3 separate regions of the Rattus norvegicus genome follow, and regions 1 and 2 are each linked to region 3. The links are chromatin contacts, called in public Hi-C maps. All regions are on one chromosome and are shown on one strand. Each heading gives the region's core, a stretch centred on a gene start, on an enhancer-like site or on the middle of the called end of the contact. The rest is flanking DNA. Distances are from core to core; before and after follow the strand shown. Region 1 holds the start of Mtmr2 (myotubularin related protein 2). Region 2 holds the start of Cep57 (centrosomal protein 57). Region 3 holds the start of Jrkl (JRK-like).

Region 1 (3,834 bases), core at 378-2,877, 390 kb before region 3:
GCTCCAAACCGACACCACGTATAATGGACATTGTGTTACTGATAGTTTAAGTTGGGAAGCTGGCTCTGTGAGGCTACGTCCCCTCTCCATTTCAAATCTTAGCATGCTTGTTTCAGAGTGTCCTCTATGGCCACTTTTCTGGTGAAGGGCTGGACCCTAAATTCTGTGACTAGAGCAGAAGAATGAAAATGTTACGTCCTTGACAACAGAACTCCTGATAAAGTTAAAAAACGCTACGTTCTTAAGCACAACTGGAGCAAAATCCAAGACGGGAAAATGAGCAGGAATTAGAGGGACAGTGGCCATGAAGAAACTGTATTTTCACCTCTCACATCAAAGGCCCAGAGGCGGAAACACTGCACTGCTGGGCTCTCCATACGCGCACAGGATGCCCGTGGCTTCCCCTCTCTTCCGGGTCCAGGCTCTCCAGGCCCAGGTCTCTCCTCCGCAAGCCCGGGCCTCCCTCCCGCACGCCCTGGCATCTCCAGCCACACACGTTCCCGACTTCTGTCCCGGCTTGGCACGGTCTCTGTCCCCATACGCCCCGGCCTCACCTGGACAGTGAGTCCTCGCTGGGAAGCCTTGCCGCCGGGAGCTGCGCGCCAAGACTCTCGCAGCTCGAGCTCTTCTCCATGGCGCGAGAACAGGAGGCCGCTGCGCCCTCCGCGGCCGCCGGCGCGAGATGCAGAGGGAGGAGCGCGCAGGGCCGCAGCCGCTGTCAACCCCTCGCCAGGAAGACTGCGAGACCGGAAGCGGCCATGTTCCCCCAGCCTGCACTGCGCGCGGGGGCTGTTGGGAGTCGGGCCCCCTTGGCTCTACAAAGCGGTGCGGTGCGCACGCGCCCTGGCCACCCAGTGAGAGGCAGCCTAAGAGTCTGGTGGATACTTTCAGCTACAAGGAAAGCCTTCATAAGGAAGAGGACACCAGTACGTCAAAGAAAAGAGACAAGATGTGAAGGCTTGGAAGCGGCTGACTCGAGGGAAATGAGAGGAATGTGGGCGGCCTATGGGATGAGGGGGTGAGGTGGGAGATTAAGGAGTAAAAGTATTTAAGGATGAGGTTAGAAATAGTGAAACGTATGTCATACGTGATGTGAGAACCTATTTTGTAGAGGTCACAGTGAAGATAAGCAGATTCAGATTCCACGGCCTCCAGTTACCTTGCGTTTACATTTGCTTCCTTCTGTGTACGTGTGTTAGCATCACAGAATGTGTTGATAAATGTAAAATGCCTAAAGCAATGCCTGCTTAAGAAGCGCTCAGGCTGTAGTCAATGGGTGCGCATATATAAACAACCTAACAAATTTAATAAATGGTTACTGTTAAAGAAAGAAAACTAAAGGATGGCAGACCATTAACAAGTAGTTGGTAGGAGAAAGGTAATAACACCCACCGGGGGAGGGGAGGGAAAACGCTGAAAATTACATTTCTAATGTTTACACCTCTAAACAGCGTTATACAAAGGAAAGTGAGAATGGAGTTGAAGTTTTCAGGCCTCCTGTGACAAGAGTATGGGTTAAAGTGGCCGGGAAGTGTGTCTGTAACTGATAAGCACTTTGACACCACCCTGTAAGGCGTACTAAGTATTGAAGTGAGAAAGAGGAAGAATCTGTTAAACTCATAAAAGAATTAGAGACACTGCTGAATGCCTGGTGCAACATAGAGAACAGACTTCTCTCCTGTGTGCGCCTTCATATTCCCTTGCAGAGCAGGAAGGGAGTGTGGGGATGGAATGAGATAAGCGACAGGAACTGGGTGAAGGGAGAACGTTAATACCATGACTTTATGTTACTCAGGGCACAGGAAGGACAGTACTAGAGGAATCTCTCTAATTGTAACTCTGCCTTAACCACCTCACATGTCTGGAAAACAAAAATGCAAAGATTATTTATGTAAATAAAAGAATCTTAAACACTCCTGCTAGGATAAATATAATTGTGCTTTCACAAACTAGATTTAATTTAAAACAATGACTGGATTTTAAAACACAATCGTAATCTATAGAACCAAGGAAGTAATTTGTGTGCTAGCTTTCCATTGCAGTATGCCCAATGAAAGATTAGTTTTGGCTGATCGTTTCAAAGATTTCCAGTCCATGGTCACTTGGCTCCATTGTTTTTTGACCCTGGGATAAAAGAGAACATCGGACCTGGGAACACGTGATAGAAAAATCTGCTCATCTCAAAGTGACTAGACAGGAGACAAGGAGGAAAGGAGAGAAGGAAAGAGAGAGGAGTTCCAGCCTGCTGTTAAGGGGGATTCTTAACTGGTCTCCTCCACCTAAAATTCCCACTACCTCCCATAACACTATCAGTTGACAACCTAGCCTCTAGAGCACATGACTTGTGGGAGATATTTCAGCTCCAAAGCCTTTACACTGTGTAAGTACATTTGTAACAGGTTGGTCTCATGCTGCATGTACTCAAATGCTAAATCCAACCCAAGATCTGCTTGCTCTAAGACTAGCAGATCCTTATCTATTCCAGCTTTTGTTGTAATAAGCCTTGACCCCCAAATTATCTGTGATTGATTTAAAAAGGTGCCTGTAGTTGAGCAGAAGAGAGGTAGGTGGGGCTTTGGTTCCTGGGCTTGGTGTCTGTCTTGGGGTCCCATGAAGAGAGGAACATGGAGGAGGAGGAAGAAATTTTCATGGGTATGGAAGTGCATGACCTTGAGGGCCTGCCTGTTGGAATAGGGGCAGCTCAGGCGGAAAATGGCGAGTGTTATCTCAGGGTTATTGACAGGGAAGTAGACAAAATAGCATAGAGGATTGATATCTACTCAGTTCAAATGCTTGGTATAATAAGCTCAAAGGCTTATTATAAAATATAAAGGCTTTACTTGGGAACAGGAACTAGATGAACTAAGGTGGGGTAGAGTATTTACCAAATTTATTACAGAGAATATTTATCAAGTAATATTTACCAAAACATATAGTCCCTACAAGATCAACTTACCCTAATTGTGTTCTACATAAAGTAGAAAAGTTATCAATGGATGAATGAATATGTGATTGATTATGTTAATTCCCCAGATTTGAGGAGAAAGTTCACTGACCCAAATCATTATGGCCAAATTAATTAAAACAAGCTTTTTAAAATTTGTATACATGAGCTGTCTCTCCCTAAAGATAGGGTTCAATAGATCAGCCTTGGACATGGGAAAGGTTTTCATAGTTCAGGGGTAGGGGTTTCTAATGGGGTATTGGCAGGCAAATACTCAGGGTTACAGAAGCAGAACATGCAAGTTGATCATATAACCTCCTGAAACAAAGACAGCAGTGCAAGGTGGCTATAGCAAGGTGGTCATAACAGTCTTTTTGAAACAAAGCATGTTTTCCTTTTTCTAGAACAGTTTAGAACCATTTGTAATTAAGGTTACAGGTGGGGCATAGCCCGAGAAACACAGATTTAATTATAAATAGGCATTGAACCTATTTTGTCTTTACTATAAGGTGGGTTTCAAATTCAAGTTGGAGGCAGGCTGGTTCATCAGTTAACCTCAAAAGATTTAGCCCTTCTCCTCCTCTTTCCATGCAATGATAGATGAGAAGCAATTATTTTCATCTCTGTAATGTTTCAAGAGATCTTAGTTGTACCTCTCTGAATAGGCCAGGAAAATAAATAGTCAAATGAAACCTTTGGCAAACATGAATATCTTTAAGGTTCATGGTAGGATGCATCTATTGCTTCTCTGTTTCTATCAGCCTTTTTAAACGCTGACTCATGATCACTCAACACTTCAACTTGTGTCTTCCAAACTGTGAATGTTGAAGAAAAACCAACCCTTGAATGGAAGACCCAGCTCTAGCACTGTGTTGATTATAAACCCGACT
Region 2 (3,931 bases), core at 1,396-3,895, 460 kb before region 3:
AGGAATTGTATTCAGATGATTACTCATGCAGCTTTCCATGTAGGTATCATGTGCTGGCCTATAATAAATCTGTACATGACTTATTTTGGGTTAACTTTAGGATAGTTTTCTGTAAACCCAGTTTTCTTTAAGACAAATTTTCCATATACTATTTACGTACTACAGTGCCTCCAGGTCTCAGGATATATGCCCAGGTTGGTCTCTAAGTGGTAATTCTCCTGCCTCCACCTCCAAACACTGTGCTTATAGGCAACCAACTTACTGCATATTTTCTGTAAAGAAAACAAAGCAGAAGCCCTAATGTCTTCCCTCTGGTTCTAAACATTCCCTTACCAATACGAACGCACATTCTCATGCATCAGGGCCCACCTCACTTCCCAGCCTGCCCTTTTCCACTGCCATGTCCACATACTCAGTAAGAAAACCACTTGTTCTCTTGAGTTGACTTTGTGTCCTCTAAAAGAGGGGTCTACTGTTAAAAGCATCTGTGCTAATCACACTGCTAAAGGCAGAGACTGCAGTCTTAGAAGGCAGTTGGAAAGACTGTAGCTCTTTCCTTAGGCTAGTTAGCAGTTTCCCCTTAAAAACAGTTTAAAAGTAATTGTTTATATTTTGATTGTTGGCAGAAGTATACATTTTCCATCTATCAATTTATCCCTTATTTTCACGTGTTCAAGTTGAAATCTGGTTCTAAAATAAAACCAGGATTTCTTTAGTTAAATGTCTTCTCTCATACTGCACATAGTAGCTTTTCATTTTAAATTTCAGAAACAAAAGCATTTTTTCGAAGCGCTTTAACACAAATATTACAACCCCCAGTTATTCCTTATACAAATGTGTAACAACGAAAAACTGCTCAGTATACAAACCTCTCCTGCTGAAATTCTGATCTGCAGTAAGTACATTTTACAATAGGATGTGCAATCCGACATTCCTGTAATAAGATAATACATAAGTCAGTTTTTATCTCAGACTCCCAACCTTGCTCTTCTGCTAGAAATTAATCGACCTAGTCAAGTGCCTGAAATGTCAAAAAAACCTAGCTGGCAACGTAAACAACTGGTGATTTATCACATTAACTGCCAGTTAGAGTATAATTCCATGGGGATATTTTTGTCCTTAGTGGATGCGGAGGGTCGAGGAGATATGGAAAAGATAAAAACCAAGGAAGCTGTCAGGACTGACTTCCAGGGGGTGATTTACATGTGAAACTATTAGTTATTTTTGTACAGTTGCTCACAGACAGCATCCCAGCTTTTATGGGATGGGAGGAGCTCCAAATCAGAGCACTCTGTTCCCAAACCAGTCGCTTCACTTTCCGGGACAGAAAAGCAGGATGCCATCAGCTCTGCAGCTTCAGGTTCGGGTTCCTAGCAAGAAAGTGCAAACACGGCCCTGCCTCCCAGTGGAAGGAGAAGGCAGTCCCTCCCAAATCTGGTATGAGAGAGTCTGCACCGGATCTCTGCGACACGGTGGACTGGTGGCCTCCTGGCTCAGCCCCACCCGAGACCGCCAGGCGCGGCCGAGTCAGCCCCAGTCTGAGAGCAGGCGGGACGCGGTCGAAACGGGTCTCGCCCACATAATGCCCGGACCCTGGCGGGGAGCGGTGCGCTGAACGCCCGGCGCCCACCGACCTTGCAGAGCTGTTGGCCCTGCGATAGCTCCTCGAAGGGGTAGCGCTGCGTGCACTTGGTGCAGGCGTACAGGGCCGACGCCGCCATCCTGCTTTCCGGCTCCTCCGCGCGCGCTCAGGCGGGGCCTCCGGGAACTCGGCTGCCCCGCCCGCGGGCTCTTCTGCCGCTGCGGCCCCGGCCTGGCAACTGCCGGGCCCCCTGCGTCCCCCTCCGCCTCCGACGCCGTCCCGGGACACCTACTACCGCCCGCCCCGCCGCTCCAGCTTAGGCCCGGACCGTGGCGGAGGGAGACGAAGCGGGAGCAAGGCTGTGGATTCCGCTTCCTCCTCGGTCTCGCGTCCCTCCCTATGATTGGCTACAGAGAGCCCTCACGTCACTCGGAAGCTCCGCCCAGTCCCTTGCTTCGGTTAGGCAGGGAGCGCCCACAAAGAGAGAAAGAACCAACCAATAGGAGGCTGCCGCTCTCGGAGCGCGAACTCCGCTTTGAAAAGATCCCGCCCACAAGCCGCGGCCAGTCATCCTTTGGCTGGTGCGCCTGAGCCCATTGGGCACAGGTTCACGAAGCGCCATTTTTTTTTCAGTCCTTGGCTTCCATTGGACCATGTCGTTAAGCCCCTCCTACTCCTGTTTGTCATTGGCCGAAAGGTCAGTACTTCACCTGGAAAGGCAACGCTCTCTGGAGTTTATTCCTGGGATGTTGATGGAGTGTATCAACTTTCCAATCACCTTTATTCAGCTTCCGTCATCCACACCAGTAGGCGCTGAAGGCTCCAGAAGCTCTACCCTTTGCTTCCTCCTTCAAAACATTCATCCCTTTCCAGAAGCTCCCAGAGCAGTCTGCCAACTCACGACGTTGCCGTCCCCGCAGGCTCCGCTGTGCGCTACCTTGTGACGTCACCGAGAGAAGAGGCGGGCTCTCCCCTGCCACCAGAAGTTGTCCTCTTTTCTGATTGGTCACTGGAAGGCGCCTGTCAAGACGCGTTGCCTTTCCCTTGCGCGCTGAGTGTGGCATCCTTGTGGTTTGTGAGACCGAGGCTCCTATAAGGTTCACAGCTCGCCCGCCCTTTCCATCGGGGACTTGGATTCGGCTTGCCCCAGGCGTGCGGCTGTCGAATCCGGGGGAGGGGCTCCAGGACGGCGGCCCGCGTTGCGCAGGTGGGAAGATGGCGGCGGCCTCGGTCTCGGCGGCTTCTGATTCTCAGTTTTCGGTAAGGGGTGGCGTTTGTGTGGGTTCCAGGTGGTCTTGGACGGCTCTCTGGGTTGCTTCACTTTTCAGGCGCCTAGATCTGGCGTCAGCCCTGGTCCCGCAGGATGGCGGGTTGCCCGAGGACGCGTGCCACTCCGGGAGGCTGCAACTGTGTCTTCTGGAGCAGCAGCCCGCCTCCTTTCCCGCTCTGCGCTCGCAGGTCCTCGCAGCCGGAGCTGTGGAGCGTTGTCCCGAGCCAGGCTGGTGCACGCTCAGGCCTGCTAAAACAAAGCCCCGTCAGTCACGTGAGCGTAACGGCCCAGCTCGGAAACCCTCAGTAACAGGTAGATGTGCAGGTCTGTAGAGTGACAGCCGCTGAGGCGTCCGTGGTCCCCAGAGTGCATTTTCGCCGTTGCTACAGGGCCTCTCAGTGTCTGTTGCGCGACCCTTGCAGCCGGAGCCCGGGCATCCCTACTTCCCATGGCATGACTAGGATACAGTGTGGAAATGTTGTTTTGGAGAAGCGATCGGGGAAATTAAACCGGCGAGATTAGTCACTGGTGTTTTAAGAGTGGATTGTGGAGCTCAGTCTTTTGGAAAACGCTCCACTAAGAAGAGATAGGAATTAAATGTGAGAACGCTCGAGTTCTGTTTAGAGATGCCCCTGTGCCTAGCTGACCCTTGGTCCTAAAGTTACAGGGAAGAATTGAATAGAAACCCCATTCTAAAGAAGGAGCAAAGCACCGTACTAATTAGATAATTGCTGCGCTACAGGCTTGGGTACCAGAGGAGTCTGGGAGAGATTGATTAGCAGTATTAGGGAAGATAGGATCTTGAAGAGAGGGTGAGCTGGCTGCCCTGTTGAGAGAATTTTAAAAGAAGAAAGCACTGCAGGTTTAAGATCTATGTGGCTAGACAGTAGGAACGTCCAGGACCCCAGAGACATCTAGAGGTAGCAATGATTAAGAAGAGCTAGAAATAAAGGTGAAAATGAATAATGAGGGATGTCAGGAAATTATCAGGGTAATTTTAACAGCGGATGAGGTAACTTAGGAATCGTAGTTTCAACTTTCTGTGGCTACTAGAACTTGTGAGAAGGTCAGAATATTTC
Region 3 (3,775 bases), core at 804-3,303:
AGAAACCAACCTAGAAGTCCCCTACTTGCCCTACAAACAATGTAGGAAGATGATATAGCTACTCAGCTCAGATTTGAAGTACAAATCCTGTACTATTTTTGAAAATTCTATCAGGAGGAATTAATTTATGAAATTTGTAAAAACATGAACTCTCCTTTAAGTTTTCTTTTATATGGTGGAGGGGAAATGTTATAAACCAAAGAGTTATTGGACATTTATCAAAATGCCAGCACATGTTCTGGTGCAGGGGTACTACTAGAAGAAATAAACGCAGTCTCTGCTCCCAAGGAACTCACAATCTTATGAAATTACTTGGGACATCCAAACCAAACCGGGAAATAAAGGATTTGAGGGCTACATGCATGATTCTGTTTAAAATTGTATTACAATTATAGAATGGGTCCTGCCAGCCTTGTATCCAGGATAACTAGATCGTTCAATAGCATCCGTGACGAGGGATGTGACTCCCTAAATCCAGCAGGGAGGACCAAATGGAAGAAAAAAGAAATCAGGATTACATTCGTGATTACCAACCTGGCTCTCTCTGGGACTCACTCCCCAGATACAGGAAGTGGGTGCTGAGGCCTCCAAAATGGAGGGACTGGTGTTGATAGAAGCAGGAACCTTTGATACAGCTTCACCAAGACCGCGCATGAGCTGTAGAAGGGCTGTGTACCCACTGATAAGGGTCTGGAAAGACAAGAAACAGGAACGGGTTGTGCACTCAGGGGAATGCAGAGAAATTCCCAGGAGGGTCTGTGCACAGATAAGGGTCCCAGGAAACAGCTGAGGAGACATCCACGGAGCGCTGTGCCCCTACAGGCAGGGTTTGAGACACCCGTGGAGCTGTGATCCCACAGTCAGGGTCTGAGGAGACACCCGTGGAGCTGTGCTCCTTCCTACAGTCAGTCAGGGTCTGAGGAGACACCCGTGGAGCTGTGCTCCTTCCTACAGTCAGGGTCTGAGGAGACACCCGTGGAACTGTGCTCCCACAGGCAGGGTCTGAGGAAACACCCGTGGAGCTGTGCTCCTTCCTTTAGTCAGGGTTTGAGGAGACAGCGGTGGAGCTATGCTTCCACAGACAGGGTCTGAAGGGACACCCATGGGCCCCTTCCTGCGTCCGTGACGCACAGCTAAGAGGTGTCGGGTCGCAACACTGAGAGCGCCGACCGCTCCCCTTCTTGTCGCAAGACGCCGCCTAGGCTCTGCGAAATGTTGGGCGTCTCCCCCTCCCCACCACTACACTAATTATCAGACTGGGAGCAGCCGGGAGAGAATTCCCGCCAGAAACCCGCAGGCAGTCATCCTCTAGCTCTCACCTTTCAAAGCGCCTCCGTCTTTGCCTCCGCCTCCCCTCCCGCCTCCTCCCAGCCGCGCTCCCGCCTTCTCCCATCCCGCCTCCCGCTCTCGCCCCTGCCTCTGCCCCGCCCCGTGTCTGCCTCCTCCCCGTCCGGCCTCCACCTCCGCCTCCGCCCAGGTTCCCTAGGCACCATGTCCCTCCCACTTTCCGGGAAAAGCCGGAAGTTCCGCCTCCAGGCGGAGCAGGGGCGGGGCCGAGGCGCGGGATCTGAGGCGCGGCTTCCGGGAGCGCGTGCAGAGGGAGGAGCGGTTGCGTCGCCGCTGTTGGGGAGCCGCAGAGGTGGGAGAGCGGCTTGGGGCTCACGGGGCGGGAGGACGGAGCAGGCTGGGCCCAGGGTGACGGCTGGATAGCGGGTGGAGGAGCCGGTAGGCCTCACCCTGAGGAAGGGGAGCCCAGCTTCCTTCCGCTCTCCGCTAACTTTGGGGTGTGGCAGTTAGTGAAGGGCCTGTATCCCGGGCCTGGGCTGGAGCGAGAACCGCGGTCTTGGCAGTACTAAATCACAAGTCTGTAGTCCCGATTATCCGCGAGGATGTGAGGCTTCCCCAGCCTCACTTCTGGTAAAGGCCTGCCCCGCAAATTTCCTGTCACCTTCTGCCTTGCCCTTGCCAGCCCAGCGTCAGTTCTGCAGAGGCTGAAACAGGTCGAGTGTTTGTAAGGATTGCCACAGTGTGATTGAGTTCCAGACTCTCACCATGTCAGGGAAACGGAAGCGTGTGGTATTGACTATTAAAGATAAACTTGATATAATAAAGAAACTCGAAGATGGAGGCTCTTCCAAGCAACTGGCGGTGATTTATGGAATTGGTGAAACAACAGTCAGGGATATAAGAAAAAATAAGGAAAAGATCATAACTTATGCAAGCAGCTCTGATTCCACAAGTCTTCTGGCCAAGAGAAAGTCTATGAAGCCGTCCATGTATGAGGAACTAGACAGAGCAATGTTAGAATGGTTCAATCAGCAGAGAGCTAAAGGGAATCCCATATCTGGACCAATTTGTGCCAAACGGGCAGAGTTCTTTTTCTACGCTTTGGGAATGGATGGCGATTTTAACCCTTCTGCTGGTTGGTTAACACGCTTTAAGCAGCGACACAGCATTAGAGAGATTAACATTAGAAATGAACGATTAAATGGAGATGAGACTGCTGTGGAAGAATTTTGTAACCACTTTAGAGATTTTATCGAACAGGAAAATCTGCAGCCAGAACAGATCTACAATGCAGATGAGACTGGACTCTTTTGGAAGTGCCTCCCTTCCAGGACTGCAGTAGTTAAAGGTAAATGTACTGTCCCTGGGCACAACTCCGGTGAAGAAAGGATCACCGTTATGTGTTGCACCAATGCAACAGGCTTGCACAAACTTAAGCTCTGTGTTGTGGGAAAAGCAAGGAAACCTCGTTCCTTCAAGTCAACGGACACCTTCAACCTGCCTGTCTCGTATTTCAGCCAGAAAGGTGCATGGATGGATCTCTCCATTTTCCGACAATGGTTTGATAAGATTTTTGTGCCTCAGGTTCGAGAGTACTTAAAATCTAAAGGCTTGCAGGAAAAAGCAGTGCTCTTGCTGGATAATTCCCCAACACATCCAAATGAAAATGTCCTGAGGTCAGATGATGGTCAAATATTTGCTAAATATTTACCACCCAATGTAGCTTCATTGATTCAACCCTTGGGTCAGGGAGTCATAGCAACCATGAAAAGAAACTATCGTGCAGGTCTTCTTCATAACAATTTGGAAGAAGGTAATGACCTGAAATCATTCTGGAAGAAGCTGACTCTGTTGGATGCACTTTATGAAATAGCAATGGCATGGAACTTCGTAAAGCCAGTTACTATCAGCAGAGCTTGGAAACAGATTCTTCCTGCCATGGAGGAAAAAGAAGGCTTGGACTTTGATGAAGAAGATATTTCTGGTGCTACTGTGGCTACCATTTTACAGCATACCAAAGGACTGGAAAATGTGACTCCTGAAAGTTTGGAAAAGTGGCTGGAGATTGACAGTACTGAGCCAGGGTATGAAGTCTTAACGGATAGTGAAATCATCAGAAGAGCCCAAGGCCAGACAGATGAATCTAGTGAAAATGATGAGGAAGGAATTGAACTGATTCCAGAGAAACACATAAATCACACAACTGCTCTCCAATGGACTGAGAATTTATTAGATTATCTAGAACAGCAAGGTGATATGATTCTACCTGACAGACTGGTAATACGTAAACTTAGAGCCACCATCAGAAATAAACAGAAAATGACAAACCCAAGTCAATAACAGCATTTGAATTTTATCATTGTTATGATAATTATACTTGTGACACTTTGCAGTGTGGTCTAATTTTGTATGTGTTATACATTATCAAACATAATCCTATGAAGTACATATCCAAAGTATATCCAAAGTGGTCTAAGGGTTATGTGTT

What was found. Hi-C and Micro-C count contacts between places; a contact is called where the count stands out from the background.
Region 1: a contact with region 3 is called in a Hi-C map of liver, with 2.6 times the contacts expected there. The contact joins the promoter of Mtmr2 here to the promoter of Jrkl in region 3. A contact is called at or near these places in 1 of 12 Hi-C or Micro-C datasets (liver) and 1 of 1 datasets of contacts at active chromatin or transcription factors (oligodendrocytes).
Region 2: a contact with region 3 is called in a Hi-C map of kidney, with 4 times the contacts expected there. The contact joins the promoter of Cep57 here to the promoter of Jrkl in region 3. A contact is called at or near these places in 8 of 12 Hi-C or Micro-C datasets (the A7r5 cell line, frontal cortex, kidney and 4 more) and 1 of 1 datasets of contacts at active chromatin or transcription factors (oligodendrocytes).

The regions. Positions count from the first base shown.
Region 1 is chr8:18,897,381-18,901,214 of GRCr8, reverse strand. It overlaps Mtmr2 (myotubularin related protein 2), which reads right to left and starts at 1,627. Exons shown (of 15, transcript NM_001108123.1): 1 at 555-1,627. The coding sequence starts at 634.
Region 2 is chr8:18,969,558-18,973,488 of GRCr8, reverse strand. It overlaps Cep57 (centrosomal protein 57), which reads left to right and starts at 2,645. Exons shown (of 11, transcript NM_001108124.3): 1 at 2,645-2,842. The coding sequence starts at 2,798. Fam76b (family with sequence similarity 76, member B) reads right to left here and starts at 1,952. Exons shown (of 10, transcript NM_001401220.1): 1 at 1,635-1,952; 2 at 870-934. The coding sequence starts at 1,721.
Region 3 is chr8:18,506,982-18,510,756 of GRCr8, reverse strand. It overlaps Jrkl (JRK-like), which reads left to right and starts at 2,053. Exons shown (of 1, transcript NM_001108122.1): 1 at 2,053-3,775. The coding sequence starts at 2,053. The coding sequence ends at 3,627. It overlaps Ccdc82 (coiled-coil domain containing 82), which reads right to left and starts at 1,332. Exons shown (of 10, transcript NM_001007660.1): 1 at 1,320-1,332; 2 at 535-690.